3 separate regions of the Mus musculus genome follow, and regions 2 and 3 are each linked to region 1. The links are chromatin contacts, called in public promoter capture Hi-C maps. All regions are on one chromosome and are shown on one strand. The core of a region is the stretch at or near the end of the contact, and the rest is flanking DNA. Distances in the headings are between cores, read along the strand shown.

Evidence for each region. Promoter capture Hi-C pulls out the DNA fragments that hold promoters and counts their contacts.
Region 2: a contact with region 1 is called in a promoter capture Hi-C map of liver, with 4 times the contacts expected there. The contact joins the promoter of Clmp here to the promoter of Ubash3b in region 1. A contact is called at or near these places in 6 of 39 promoter capture datasets (cranial neural crest, frontonasal cranial neural crest, hippocampal neurons and 2 more).
Region 3: a promoter capture Hi-C map of embryonic stem cells shows a contact between it and region 1, with 22 read pairs. The contact joins the promoter of Bsx here to the promoter of Ubash3b in region 1. A contact is called at or near these places in 3 of 39 promoter capture datasets (the C10 cell line and embryonic stem cells), 1 of 484 Hi-C or Micro-C datasets (embryonic stem cells), 8 of 115 datasets of contacts at active chromatin or transcription factors (embryonic hindbrain, embryonic stem cells, microglia and 1 more) and 1 of 9 other capture datasets (pancreatic islet).

The regions. Positions count from the first base shown.
Region 1 is chr9:41,156,126-41,160,865 of GRCm38.p6, forward strand. Ubash3b (ubiquitin associated and SH3 domain containing, B) reads right to left here and starts at 1,937. Exons shown (of 14, transcript NM_176860.6): 1 at 1,174-1,937. The coding sequence starts at 1,301. Gm35657 (a long non-coding RNA gene) reads left to right here and starts at 2,518. Exons shown (of 8, transcript XR_870644.1): 1 at 2,518-3,501.
Region 2 is chr9:40,684,039-40,688,778 of GRCm38.p6, forward strand. Clmp (CXADR-like membrane protein) reads left to right here and starts at 1,981. Exons shown (of 7, transcript NM_133733.5): 1 at 1,981-2,321. The coding sequence starts at 2,297.
Region 3 is chr9:40,871,501-40,876,240 of GRCm38.p6, forward strand. It overlaps Bsx (brain specific homeobox), which reads left to right and starts at 2,627. Exons shown (of 3, transcript NM_178245.3): 1 at 2,627-2,939. The coding sequence starts at 2,678.

The DNA.
Region 1 (4,740 bases), core at 687-3,186:
CCATGCAAAACCCTTCATATCTTCTCCAGGTGTTGTAGTGTTTTGGAAGTCAGCAGAAAGCAGAGGTCTCGGTCCACTTTGTAGCCTTTCACGGAGCGGGCCAAACAGCACTGCAGCCTGTCTGAGCAGGTTGGCTAGGACGATGCATTCCTGAATAGGAGTCTTCTCTCCTTAGACCTCCCCCACGTTAGTAAGGAAACAAGGCTCCCAGTTAGGACACCTGGAGTTACCTCGTGAATGAAAGCCGAGGCAAGAACGAACTTACTGACTCGACCCTATCTGATTAAGTTCGCCCAACTCTTCAATTCTGGTGACGTAACTGAAAGAGAGAGCAGCACCTGCCACCATCCCGAACTTTGTGTCTCCACCGAGGAAATAAGCAAGCCAGGAATTAACCAGAGAAGGCGACGGCTTTCTATCAGGAGAGGTTCCAGCCCCTTGCCCTGGTGTGCACCGGCTCCAGAGAACTGTTGCAGGCTGTCGCTGGCAACCCTGCTCTTCCCAGAAGGCTACAGCTACAGCCACCTGTGCTCTCTTGCCCTTCACCTGCCCACCCTCGGAAAGGAAGGAGGAGGCAGGAGGGCAGCCCCCCCCCCAACCCCGCCCCATACTTTTGAGCACCCACAGCTTTCTGCGCTGCCGTCACCACTGACGAGAACCCTGGTCCCCTGGAGGAATCACTTCTTCCCATTCCATCCTCTCTTATCAATGAACACGCAGCGACACCCACGCTCCCGCTCCTCCCACTCCGGAGGGAGCCGGGAGCTCAAGAGCGACATCCGGAGCTGGAAGCCTCTGCAGCGGGGGCGCCGGCCACCCTGCCCCGCTGCCCCTCGCCTTTCGCCAGCCACCAGTAGACCGACCCCTAACCTCCGCTCCCAAACAGCTCACCACTCTGGATGGATAAGGGATCCAAGTCCTCCAAGGGACCCGCCTCTCCCGGGCTTAATATAAGAGACCTCTGGGGGAGCGCGCGCGAACCGCCCAGAGCTACCAGCGAAACCCGGGATTCGAACCTGATACCCCGGCCGTCCAGCATCCCCAAGCAATCCCCTAGCCCGACACTCCCGCCGCCAGCGCGCCCATCGTGTTCCCCTAAGCAGGTTTCAGGCAGCGCCAGGATGGCGAGCCGGAGCGAAGTCGAGGGTCGCGGGGCCCAGGCGGGTGACTTACGCGCGGGCGCGGGGAAAGCCCATGGACAGGAGCACGTCCAGCGCCGACCCATGCTTGACTGTGCCCGGGCGCTGCAGGCGGTCCCTGCGCGGGGTGACTTTGCTGTACAGCTCCTCGCGCGCGGCCATGCCGAGGGCTGGGGTCGCGGTGCCGAGTGCCCGCTCAGTGGCCGCCCATCGCCCGCGCGCCGGGGACTGGGGGTCCGGGGAGGACGGTGGGGGCGGTGCTCCCAGATCTCCGGGCGGAGACTGACGCTTCCTGGAGAGGCCACTGGAGCTCGGCGCGGGCCGGTGGCTGCTGCGGGTCCGACCTCAGCCCGCGGGGTCCCGGAGTCCCAGCGTTGCGCCGCTGCAGCCTTCTCTGTCCTCCGCCCCACCAGCTTCTCCTCCCCGAGCTGTCCGGGAATTTGCAATGAGTAATTTTTGAATGGATCAAAAAGGAAAAGCAGCCTTGTGGGCAGGCCCTGCCTTGCCTGCGCCGGGCCCCGCCCCTCTCTTAAAGCGCCCGCGCCGGCCCAAGCTGGGCTGGCTGGATTACAGCCAGCCATAGTAGGAATTGCTTCTAGACAGAAGGTCTCCAGAAGTAGGCCAGTGTGCTTGGATTCGCAGAGCCGTAGCTCTGCCCTTGGCTTGCATATCGATCCATCTGGGCCTCCGGGCTTCAGAATAGCCCATTTCACGTTTCATTTGATCATTGGCGAGGTCAGTAATGGAAACCCTCTGCACGGATGGAGGAGAGGTCCAGAAGGCTAAGCCATAAGACCCGGGAAAAGGTGTCACTTCAAATTGATCTCGCTAAAGTTACAAAGTTGTTACATCACTGTAGGCCGAGTACCTCACAGCCCTCAGTGACTGACTGGACAGCGACTTCTGGAAAAGGGCCTCTGATTCTTGGAAATGGAAGGACCTGAGAGGGCAAAGGCCAGGAAGGAAGGGAGAAGAGAAAGGGGAAGAAAAAAGGGAGGGGAAGCAGAGAAATGAAAGGCTAGGAGCTAGAAGGAGAAGGAACAGAGAAAGGACACTAATTATAGCACTTCCGAATGGAAAGAGCTGACTTTCATGAGTGAGTGCGCACCCTGTCTATAAAAGGGTTCTGAGTCGGGAGTCGGGATCCCTGCTGCATAGGAGCCACAAGTGAGCTCCCACCCCCACCCCAGTAGGACCAGCAACCTCCACCTCAAAGAACAGAAGTCATTACTGCTGTTGCCTGTTAAAGCTTGATCACCTGGAGACAAAGGCATTGTTCTCAATCAAGAACCAATCCCATTTGGTGTAATAGAAGAGGCACAGATCTTCTTTCGGGGTGGGGGGGTGGGGGCGGGGGGAGTGATGATGATGATGATGACGACAATGATAATACCTAATGTTTATTGGATCCATTTGTGTGCCCATGATTGTGCTGAGCATAATGGCTGAATTAACTCATGGGCCTTTTATGGCGCCCTTGAGGATGCCTACCTGTATAGCCTCGTTTTTTTAGAGATGAGAAAATTCAGCTCAGAGGGACAGAGGAAAACTGAAGAGCTCCAGCGTGAAGAGATGGAACTTTGACTCCCCGTGGTGCCCCGAACAGGTCACCTCTTCCCCCAAATGGGTTACCTCTACCCCCAACATCCTCGTAGTCCCATCTATACAGGGGTAGTCGGTAGCTCCAGATTCCCCAGGCACTAAAGCTCTTTCCTGCTTGCCTACTTAGAGTGCAGGGAAGGGGGAGGAGGGTGACCAAGATGGATAAAGCCCTCGCCATAGCTTTAAATGTTGCTTTATAAGGCACCCAAGAAAATGAAAGTTTAATCCCCTGACCTCCCATCCTCCACTGGTGTTTCTTCAGAGTATCCGTGGCATTTGGAAGTGGGAAGGTGAGACAGAGGAAGCCTGGGTAGGAATTTGCATATTTCTGCCTAGTGTTATGAAAGAGACCAAGGGCAATTCACATTTCCTAGGTGGGGGAGTTTCTTCTTCCCAGCAGAGGAAATGTCTAGCTAAGGCAGTGGTTGGAAGCAGCTTAGAAAACCATAATCCATAGACTAGCCTCCTTGGGATGTGTTCAGGAAAGTCTACTGGACAGTACCCAGCATTCTAAAGTCTTTTTTTTTTTTCAGATATCTGGGCTTGAGCCAGATGATCTGGATTTCAATCAAGAGAAAATACTGTCTATGGCAGCACTTTGTGCATCCAAAGCTGTGCACAGAACAGCGGCTCCAGTTTAGTGAGCCCTCACTAGATAATGGTGCTGTCCTTAGGGTTGTGCATGTGTGGCTCATTCTGTCTGTGCTTTGGCCGGATGCTGAAGTGACTCTCTCTTGAGAAACCTGCACCCATGTCCTAGGTATGTACTGTCTTCTTGCTAAGAACTTCTTTCTATCAATGCAAGAGCTTAAAGTTACATTGTGATATTTTCTTTTACATTTTTTTTATTTTTTTATTCTGTGTGTGTGTGTGTGTGTGTGTGTGTGTGTGTGTGTGTGTCTTTACAAGAGCACAGCAGTGTGGGTGTGGAAGTCAGAAGATAATTTGCCGGAATCAGTTCTCTCCCTCTACTGTGTGAATCCCAGGGACGGGACTCAGATCTTCAGTGTTCTTCTGAGCCATCTCACTGCGCCAAGTTTTCTTCTTAAATTCCAACTTTGGGGGAGGGGGTGTGTTGGAAAGATGGCTCATCCCTCTCGAGCATTTGTTGCTCTTGCAGAGGACCCAGGTTCAATTCCCAACTCCTACAGGATAGTTCATAACCTTCTGTAACTCCAGTTCCACGGAGTCCGATGCCCTCTTCTGACCTCCGTGAACACCAAACATGCATGTGGTACACAGACATGTATGTGGGCAAAAGACACATAAAATAAAATGAATAAGTCTGATAAAAATAAGCTTTCATAGTAAGCCAACAACCACTTACTGTTTTGACGACAAAGAGGATGCCAAACCATAAGACAGTTGAGTCTGTCTGTCTGTCTGTCTGTCTGTCTGTCTGTCTGTCTGTCTTTCTTTCTGTCTGTCTATTGTTTGTGGCAGTCTTCCTGTGTAGCACAGGTTAACCTCACACTGAAGATCTTCCTGCATCAGCCTCCTTCCAAGTGTTTTTATTGCAGACCTCTGCCCCCCTCCCCATGCCTCCCATGCTCTGTGTGATTGCCTTCTGTGCCCCTTGATACCGTTTGTTGGAGCTGTTTCTCTGGACAGTTTGCTTCAGTTGCTTTTCCCTGCCTCTGGAAAACTGCAGGGCAGAGAAAATGATGGGCCCCAAAACAGTTGCAAGGAGCCAGCAAAGGCCGCTATTGAGAACCTGTCACCTTCAGGGCAAACTGCTTTCTGTTCTGTCTGAGGGCAGTTTTTGCAGAAGTCCCAGCCTGGCTCCTCACCCTTCCTCAGCTCAGTGCCTGGACTTATTTTAATTGGGACGCTGCTATTTGCTGGGCACAGGGCTAGAGGGCTGGCAATGAAGATGCATTGTGCTTTAATTGCATTGGCTTTGAGAGGCGAGGAGAAGCTTTATAAACATCCATATTGTTATGTTACAAAGGAGGAAGAAGAATGAGGGTTCATCTGACAGTGTATCTTATAGCTGTGG
Region 2 (4,740 bases), core at 731-3,230, 470 kb before region 1:
CCTAAGAGATAGTTTCCTTCCCTCTAAAACAGAATAAGAATGCCCATGCATGGAGTCTGGGTTGGATTCTCAGGACAGAATGTGGGGAAGGAAAAGAATATGGGGGAGGGGAAGGGTTGGAGCTAATATGCTAAAACCCCAACAACTCAGGCTTTTGACAACACTTTGGTGCGATGTAAGAGGTGCAGTCTCTCCTAGACTCTGCTTTTCTCGCCTGTGAAATGGGACTGACTTTCAGTACAACTGGGAAGGCCTATGCCAGTCCTAAGGGGCTAAGAGAGCCAGAAAGGAGCTGGAGGGGGGCAGCCTGCCAGCCTCTGAGGGGACTGTTAATTGCTCATATGAGTTATGATTAGGCTCTGGCCCCAGCCCCCAGTCTAGGTGGTGGGACTAAAGGTGAGTGGCAGCAGCCCCAGCCAGTCCTCCAGGGACATCCATAGGCTGGGACTACAAAGGACTGATCTTTTCTGCAGTGCCAGGAAAGGTGCCAGGACGAGCTCCGAGCCCTTGAGCCCTGAGCAGCCCCTGCTGCTCTTCTCTTCTCTGGTCCTTCCTCACAGGAGGTTAAGCACCAAGGGCGACTGGCTCCAGGCTCTCCTCTGGGGGCCCACCAGTCTCTTGCCCTCTGCCCACCTCCAATGCAGTGTTCGTGGGACAGAAAAAGGAGATTTATTCAATCTCATCAGCCTCGTTGAGAAGAGGGAGAGAGATACAGTGGCCCGCTGCCCCAATCCATCTTCTGTGTTCTGGACTAAGGCTTAAGTAGAACCCAAGTTCATATCTAACAGATTCCCAATCAGGAAGTGGTCTGCCCATCACCTGCTTCTGTCTCTCTAGTAAGTTGGTCTGACAAATTGTAAATTCTTTTCAAGGAAAAAGTTTTCTCTCTGGCTGACCCAGGCATTAGACTCTTCCTTCTCCCAACATGAGATTGGGGGCGGGGGGGGGGGGAGTCCAGCTTATTGGGATTCATTATTTTAATAGTCTGATGGACAGGCTGAAGGATGCAAGTGTCTAGCGCTAACTTCTTTATCCCTGCAAGGCTGGTTACACTTAGCTCGGGCTGTCATGGAACTCACTAAATAGCCCAGGGTGGATGTGAACTCCTGACTATCCTCCCGCCTCAGCTTAAGGCATCACTGTTTCCTTGAACTCTGGATTCCCACTTCTCTAGGAGAGTGGCAGGCTCAGCTCTATGCGGATTTAACAGCACTTGACTATGAATAGCAAATGCAAAGGCCACATGTGAGCCGCAAAGGGTCCAAACAAGGAAGCCTGAAGAACTGTTTTAATAACCCAGTACTGCACAAACTATTTATATGGTGCCCCTAGTGATTTCATACCGACCTAACCAGACCTGGAAGGAGAAGAGAAATAAGAGGCTGGGGGAAACAAGAAGAGAGAGGAAGAAAGGAGGAGACAAGAGCAAGAAAGGGAACAAGATCTGGTGTAGTGATGCGCTCAGCACTAGGTATATCTATGTGAGTTCGAGACCAGCCTAGTCTACATAGACTTCCAGACCAACAAAGAGCTACAGAGTGCGACCCTGTCTACCACCACCCCAGTCATCCTCGGGAGGGGGAGGAGAGAGAGAGAGAGAGAGAGAGAGAGAGAGAGAGAGAGAGAGAGAGAGAGAGGCATAAAGCATTGTGAGAGACAAAAATATACAAAAGAGCAGAGAGATTAGAGAGATCAAGGAGAAAAAAGACAGAATTGAAAAGGCCGCATCCACCGGTTCTTGGCCCAAGTGCTGCGGATTCTCTCCTGCACCGCATCAGTTGGCACCGAGCGCCCCCCTCGATCACCCCGGGCCGCGGCCCTCCCTCCCGGGTGGGAGGTAAAGCAGCCCCAGCAGCTAACCCCAAACGCAGAGAGGGAGGGCGGGAGCGAAGAGAAGGGAGGGCGAGGGGAGGGATGGAGGGAGGGGCTGCGGTAGGAGGCAGCCGTGTGGTTCCAGCTCATTTTTTTTCCTCTTTCTCCAGTCGGTTTTCTTTCCAAACAGGGAAAAGTGTTCCACGAAGCGGTAGCTCCTTGCCGCCTCGCCTTCTCCTCCCTAACCCTGGGCCCGGCCCCCGTCCCGGCGCGAGCTGGTGGAGCCAGGGCTAGAAGCCCTCGGTGCCCCCGGAGCGCAGCGCGCAGGGGACCCGGGCGCGGGGCCAGCGCCCGCACATGGCTGCAGCCCCCCGCGCGCACCCCGAGGCGCCGCGCCCTGCTCACAGAAGGTCCGTCGGCTGGGCTCGGTCGCCCTGCAGCCAGGCTGCGCTGAGCCGGGAAGTGCCCGTGTCCGGAGATCGGGATGTCCCTCTTCTTCCTCTGGCTAGGTGAGTGCCTTGGGGAGGGCGGGAGTTTGGATGGCCCTGGGGAAACGCCACCCTGCGTTTGGGTGGAGACCCGCCCTCAGCACCGTGGTCCCCGCAGTCCCGGAGTGCGGCAACCACTCGGTCTCTGCCTCCGCGCCACCGAGGGGCGCATCTGGCAGCCGAGGACCGCCCAGTCGGCCATCGAAATGTCTCACACATCTGGGCCCTCCAGCCAGCTACGGGGTGGGGGCGTTTCCTGGTGGAGTTTGGCGGAGAACCGTTTCGTGGAGAGGGTACTTTTCAAGCGCGTGGTTTGGTTTCAGGAGTACCAGGGGAAAGTGGAGAGCTGGGGAGGGAAGGTTCATCCAGGGTTTTCTGTGCCAGGTTTTGAGGGTGGGGGGAGCTTTTTGTTTCAAACAGGCGCCTCTGAGCGCTCAGATTAGAAACAGATGTGTTGAAGGGGAAGAGGGAGGGAGAGGGAGGAGAGAAGGAAGAAGAGAAGGGTATAGAGGGAAACAGGGCAGGGTGAAAGAAGCACCAAAAAGCCAGGTGACCCCAGAAGATGCAGGCTGAACGCGACCCAGGGAAGGAGAGAAAGAAAGAGCCAGAGAAGCAGAGAGAACGGAGGACAGGAATGTGAAGACAAGCCTGAGAGAAGGGAGCCTGGAGTCCTTGAAACCAATGCAGCAAAGGAGGCAACAGAGGGAAAAGCATATTCTGCCCCTCCTGAACCTGGCTCCGGGGCAGAAAGAGCCCTTCTGGGTGGTCCTCATTTAGGACCAGGCGGGTCTCCTGAGGCTGGGATGGGGGTGTGGAGGGGTGCCCTAAGACACAGGCTGGCTGACATTCCTGGGCTGGACCTGGCAGCTTTGTGGGCCAGGGCACAGAAGGGGTACATGGAAAGAGCTGGAGGAGGTTTGTGAACCTGTGAGGGACCAGGCCCTTGGAAGGCAGCAAGACAACTGAACAAAGTCCAAGTGTGTGTGTGAAGAAGCAGGGCTCTTGTCCACCTGGAGTCAAACCCCAAAGTTAGCAGGCATTCAGAGTAGGGTAGGCGTGGTTGCCCCCTGAGGCTGGCAGAGAAGTAACCAGCGGATCCCGAACTGACTGGCCAGGTGACTCTGGGCAGCTCCCTATGTAGAGCTTTGTTTGCTTAGCTCCCCCCCCCCCAAAAATGAGACCGTTTTTCGGGCATTTCCAGGCCTGAGAGCCAGTATCTCCATGAATTAGATGGAGGCTGGAACCCAGAAAAACCAGCAGAGGTGAAGGAGAATTGAAAAGCCACTTGGCATAGTGACTACAGCTTGTAGACAGTCGCTGAAAACTTACACATTGGTTGGCATGCCCGTGTGCCGCCCCCAGGCTGATAGCTGCTAAGGCATAGAAAGAGAGAGAGAGAGCTACAGCCCAAGGAGAGAAGGGGAGGGGCTCTTTTCCAAGCTCTTTGAGATATTGGCCAATTGTTGCAGCACAACTGGCATAGCTAGATGGCACCTTTGTCAGCCTCCCAGAGGCACCTCTAAGCTACCAATACTCAGATGTGTAGTAGAATCAAACTCAGAACTACCTTATTGGAGCCAACTAGCCTCTGAGTCCTTTTTATACTGAGTACTTTCATGTGAATGAGTTCATTAACGCCTCTGCTCTTCGAGTCAGCCCTACTGGATACCCGGTAGGCCTAAACTCATATTGCACATGAAGAAAGCAAGGTGTACAGAAGTCAGGTAACTTCAACAAAGCCACAAGCTCACGATGAACAGATGTGGGATTTGAAGGTAGACTGCACATGGTGTGCCATGAAAAATGAACAGTGACTTTAGTTCAAGTGGTTGGAGTCAGCTGGTAGGTAGGCCTGGATGTGACCCTTGATGGCAGCCATTCTCTCAGTTTATGAGAAAGGGTCTGACTGAGGCAGAGATCAGAGGACATACTTATTCACTGTTTCTTCTTTATTTGCTTTTTAATTCCACTTTTAGATGTACTTACTTTCCATGTGTGAGTGTTTTGCCTGCTTGTGTATATGTGTACCGTGCATGTGCCTGAAGCTCCTGGAGGCTAAGGAGGGCATCAGATCCTCCAAAAAATGGAGTTATGAATGGTTTGTAGTTTGGAGGTATGGATGTGTGCAAGGAACCGAGCCCAGTCCTCTGCAAAGAGCAACAAGTGAGCTATCTCTCCAGCCCTTGTTTCTTCTTCATTAAGTGCTTGCTAGGTGTAATCACTTCCTTGATAAGGAAAGTAAGCAGCTGGATTAATTCCCCACATGCTTGCTTTCTTGGGCACTCTCACAACTAAAGACTGGGAGGAGAGAAAGAATGACTGGCCGTGAATTCACATCACTGAACCTCCCTCCACACCTCCTCTTAAGCTTTTACCTCAGCTGGCTATTAGCAGATTCAAGTCTGTGATGTCCTGGGTCTAAGTTGCTTCAACTATTCAA
Region 3 (4,740 bases), core at 1,377-3,876, 280 kb before region 1:
GTAGGGCCTGGAACCAGAGGCCAGAACAGGGCTAAAAAACCTTTTGAGAACTAACCTTATGCACACCGCCCGCTCGCATCCGGGCTTCTTTGGCGCATTGGGCTCAGGGCCCCACAGGTTCTCCTATTAGGATGTGTCTGGGACTGGAGGAGAAAGGGTCTCTCTTCTGTTATGGGTAAGGGTGGCGGCGGCACCGAGAATGCCTAAGAGTCCCCAGGGGTCTGCTTTGGACCTGGCAGGGGTATTCATCCAGCCTTTTAGCATTGCTCGCTGGCGGCGCTAATAGGCAAGGGAAAGACGCCAGCGCCCCACGTCCTGCTCCTTTCCCGGAGACCCGGTTTCCTTGTCTCTTTACTTCTTAGGTTCCTATAGCGACCTAAAGAGGCAAATGCAGGATGGCCGGATTTCTGAGAAAAACGCCTTCCAGTTTCTGTCCTTGGGCAGCTTTGCTCGAGGTTAGCCTGGGCGTGATCCTCCGCCGCTTCTGTCCTGGGGAGAGCCATAGGCGGAGCGGAGAATTCGGCGTCTATTTCCGGGTCTACAGACTGTCAGAGACCGAAGGACCAAGAAGGGAGTCTGACACTCTTCTTCCCCTTGCGATTCCTCGAGCAATCTGAGGTGTGTAAAAGAGTTGTCTGTGTCACAGCACAATCACTGGCATTGTTCTACTAACCCCGTTGCCCAAGTGACATTCAGTCTCTTCTGTTTCTAAGGTATAAGTTAGTCCCTGACCCAAGGAAGCTGAAAGCCTGCCCCCCGGAGGCCGGGTGAGGATCTACACAGTGGCTGGGAACCTAGACATGGGCTGAAGCTGACACCCACTAAAGTCTCGCTGTAAGAGGCCCGCCCCACTATAGCTTGCCAGCCTGTGTTTGGAGATAGAGAGTAGATTGATATTCTTTTGCTGCGTAGGGATGATTGATATCCATTTGCTACATTCACGCTTCGAGTGGAGGTGGGTGGACTTCCTTTATGTGTGGACCATCACCCCAGTTCCTCTTCAACATTTTCTTCTATCTCCCTCAGTCCCAAAATCGATGACTTGACCAGGAAGCTGGTTAGGGAACTTCTGTAGAGTCTACTGTCTTTCCTTTCGGAGGTCATCTCCCCTCTGCCTTCACTTCCTACAATTACAAACTTTAAGACACAAGTCCCCTTCCAGACAAAGAGGAACACTTCTGACTTCATTTAAGTGGTCTCGGTCCCTTACCAAGCTCTCCTTTCACTGGCTGCTGCCAGGCTTCCTTCCTCTGTTTCCTCCCCCTATCTGCTTACCAGTGTGTCCGGGTGGTACAGGACACTCCCACTTCCCGGAGCACTGAAGTTTGGGGCCTAATTGATTCTGGTAATTAATTTGTTCTACCTGCTAGATCAGATGGAAATCCTACTGCAGCGCCCGAGGATTAACACTTGACTTCGCAGCACCTCTGCTAATTATCTAATAGCATGGGTTGTGAGGACTCAGTCTCTGTTAAAACACTTTTGCTATTAGCTGTAGTGATTGGAATTGTGATGACGACTAGATATCAACAAATTAGAGCTTAAAAATGAGGAGATGGAAGAGAAGTGGCTTCTTTTAATTTCCCCGAATTTAACATCAATAATTAGAGCAATTTTCAGAGATGCGAGCCCAAATTACTCCTGCTGTGCTGTAGATGATCACCTTAATTTTAGCAAATTGACTCCAGGGAAATAAATGTGACAGATTAGAAAAAGACAAACAGAAAAAAAAAGGAAAAGATTGGAAAGAAGAGTAAGGAAAGAGGCAGAGGAAAAAGAGAGGGAATAAAATCTAACACAGTGATGGGGACCCTGTAGCTGGAACTGGTGATGTGGCAGAAATAGCAAAGAACTGTAAGACTGAAGTGAAGAGCAGCCAGGAGGGCGGCAGGGAAAGGTGACTACGGACAGATTTAAAATGACCAAGTCTGTGATGCACATAGACCCCCTCTGTCCACTCCTTAAATTCCCGATAAAGAATCTTCCACCTGTCATCTTTATTTCCCCCAACAATTCAATCATCCCTGTTGTCAATTTAATCTAACTCTAGCAACTTGGTGTAGCGGACAGAGTGCATCTTCATTTCTTCACTTCTCTTTTCCTTTTGCTTTCGATTACTGAAACTCTTTAAAAGACAACAAACTGGCTCAAATGCTTGAGTTAAGTGCTTTAATCCTAGGCTATTGGGACTCTCTTGGTGTTCTCTCTAAGAGGCAGGTCGTTAAACAACGGTGAAAAAAAATCATTTTCCGTCTTTTAAAAAGACGGAACACAGGAGGCAGCGCTTGCAGGAGAGGGGTAGAAACTGGGGTCTAGAAACCGTATAGGAACCCATTGGGCTCAGCACTCCCTGCTTGGCCAGACGCATTCAGCACCGCGGACAGATCCCCGCCCCGCCCCGAGCCCACCCCACCCTCCCCTCTGCCTCTGCAGCCTCCCTATTGGTTCGCCGGGCTCCCCTCTCCAAGCTGCCAATTCTCCAACACACAGAACCAACCTACCCCGGCGCTGGAGAGGCAAGAAGACAAGCGCCGGGGATAGCCCAGGTCCGTATAGCTGCCGGGATCTGAGCCTGGGCGATCAGGAGCAGCTGCAGGCTCTTGAGTAGGCCTGCCGGGAAGCTGTTTGCTTCCTGCACTTTGTCCGGGCCCTCGCCCTGTGACAGGCGCTCTGCAAGATGAATCTCAACTTCACTTCCCCTCTTCATCCAGCATCTTCTCAGAGGCCCACGTCGTTTTTCATCGAGGACATTCTGCTACACAAGCCCAAGCCGTTGAGGGAAGTGGCCCCTGACCACTTTGCCAGCTCTCTGGCCTCTAGGGTGCCTTTGCTAGACTATGGCTACCCCCTTATGCCCACACCCACCCTCCTCACCCCTCACGCTCATCATCCTCTGCATAAGGGAGATCACCACCATCCTTATTTCCTGACCACCTCAGGTAAGTAACAGAGGCCTCTAGGAGTAGGGAGTGGGCTTTTTTTTTTTTTCATCCCCCAGAGCAGAGACTATATCAGTCCCGGTGGTCTTCTCCTTCGGTAGCAGTGGAAGGTTAGGGACATGGTTGAGAGCTCCCTTGAAGCAGGCCAACGGAAGGGAGCAATTTCTGGTCACTTCACAGTTTGTATAACTAGACAGGGATTGTGTCTGGCCAGAGGAAGCTGGAGTAGATAGATGTGATCATATTCCTGGTGGGCAGTGTTTCTTCCAGGCAACTTTGGCTCATCTCTCAATGCCACTTCTAAACTTCCTCCACGTCAGGAGGGTTCCTCAACCATCTTGACCTAGGGAAATGGCACTGAACTTTCCAGTGTGTGTGTGTGTGTGGGGGGCATGAAAAGGCTTCACCTGGCCCGCTCTCTTCTGCTAGGTTGGGTCAGGAACATTTGCAGATTCTGCAGGAGACATAGAAGTGAGGGAGGGCCGGGGGTAGTCTGCCACTGGCAGGAAGGGGTCGGGGCAGAAGGGAGCTGCAGTTCTCCAATGACCTTCACTTCCCGTGTTCAACATTTAACTCATAAGCAGTCTGCTTGGCTTCCTTGCTCTGGCCCAGTTGCTGGAGTCGCTGAAATATTTCAGATTTACTGTTTGACAATGAGTGGGGATTGGTAAAGTAAGACTGGGCCTGCAAATGCTGGGGGATGTCTGCATTGTGTTCCTTTATTTGTTTCTCTCAGTCTGCACGAACACTTTCTTCCCTAGCATTTCCAGTCCAGCCACACAGAGAAATCTTCTAGTTCAGTTGCTGAGCACAGTAGTAAGCTGGTTCTAGTGGGGGCTGAGGGAAGGGGGCAGACGATGTATGGAATACAGGCACTCAAATCCAGGAAAAAAGTGCTGAAAGTCTAGGACAGTAAAACCCGCTCAAAAGCTCTAGGTTAACGAGGCGCGATCTTAAGGCTCCTGGAGAAATCAGCATTGCTCCCTGGCTTTGACACCTGCCTGAAAATATACTCTTTTCCCAGTACTGGTGTTGGGCAAAATTCATGGTGCTGAAATGCTTGATTGTCGTTTTCCTCTCCTGGGCATTGGCAGATACTGGTGTCTGAGGCCCGGATGCTTGGGGCGCCTAATATACCAGGTAAAGCTGAGAGGGTCGCGAAACGGAAGCATCCAGCGAAAAGTCGCTCAGCTCTCCTGATGCTGGGCTCGGAGTCGGAGAGAAATGGTTTAGGATCAGACTAGGGAGTGGGGTCTCCAGGGCAACCCTGCTACTGACAAGGAAATGTCACGGGCCAGCGCCACAGTTTCTCGGAATATGCGTTTTTTCGCGCTGTATTTGGTTGATGGAAGGATGAGAACGACCAGGAAAAAGGTGCTTTTTAGAGTTGAGTTATTAACCGCATAGCACAGTACTCAGTGTTTGTTGGTAGGGGTCTGGATAGATGCAGGTGGACAATCCTTGTCCAACTTCGGACTTTTGCAAGCAAACTTTGAAGGCCTAACAGATAACTGGAAGTGTGCGCAGGTTCTGAAGAAGTTTCCCCAGAAAGATATATTTTTTCTTTTTTCTTTCTTTTTTTTTAAAGGGCCTCTAGATCTTTTATCTATTTTTCTTTTCTGTTTTCTTTGCTGTTTTTTATTTGAATTTTGGGATGGCCTTCTAGGAAAAGATCCCCAAGCGCTATTTTGTGGCTCCTCTTCCGGCTGTTATTGAGAGATGGGTTCCAGGAGCTTTGGAGCAAGTAGGAGAGAGGGAGGGAACGCTGGGCGCTGGGATGGAGTGGAGCGGGAGGATGGAG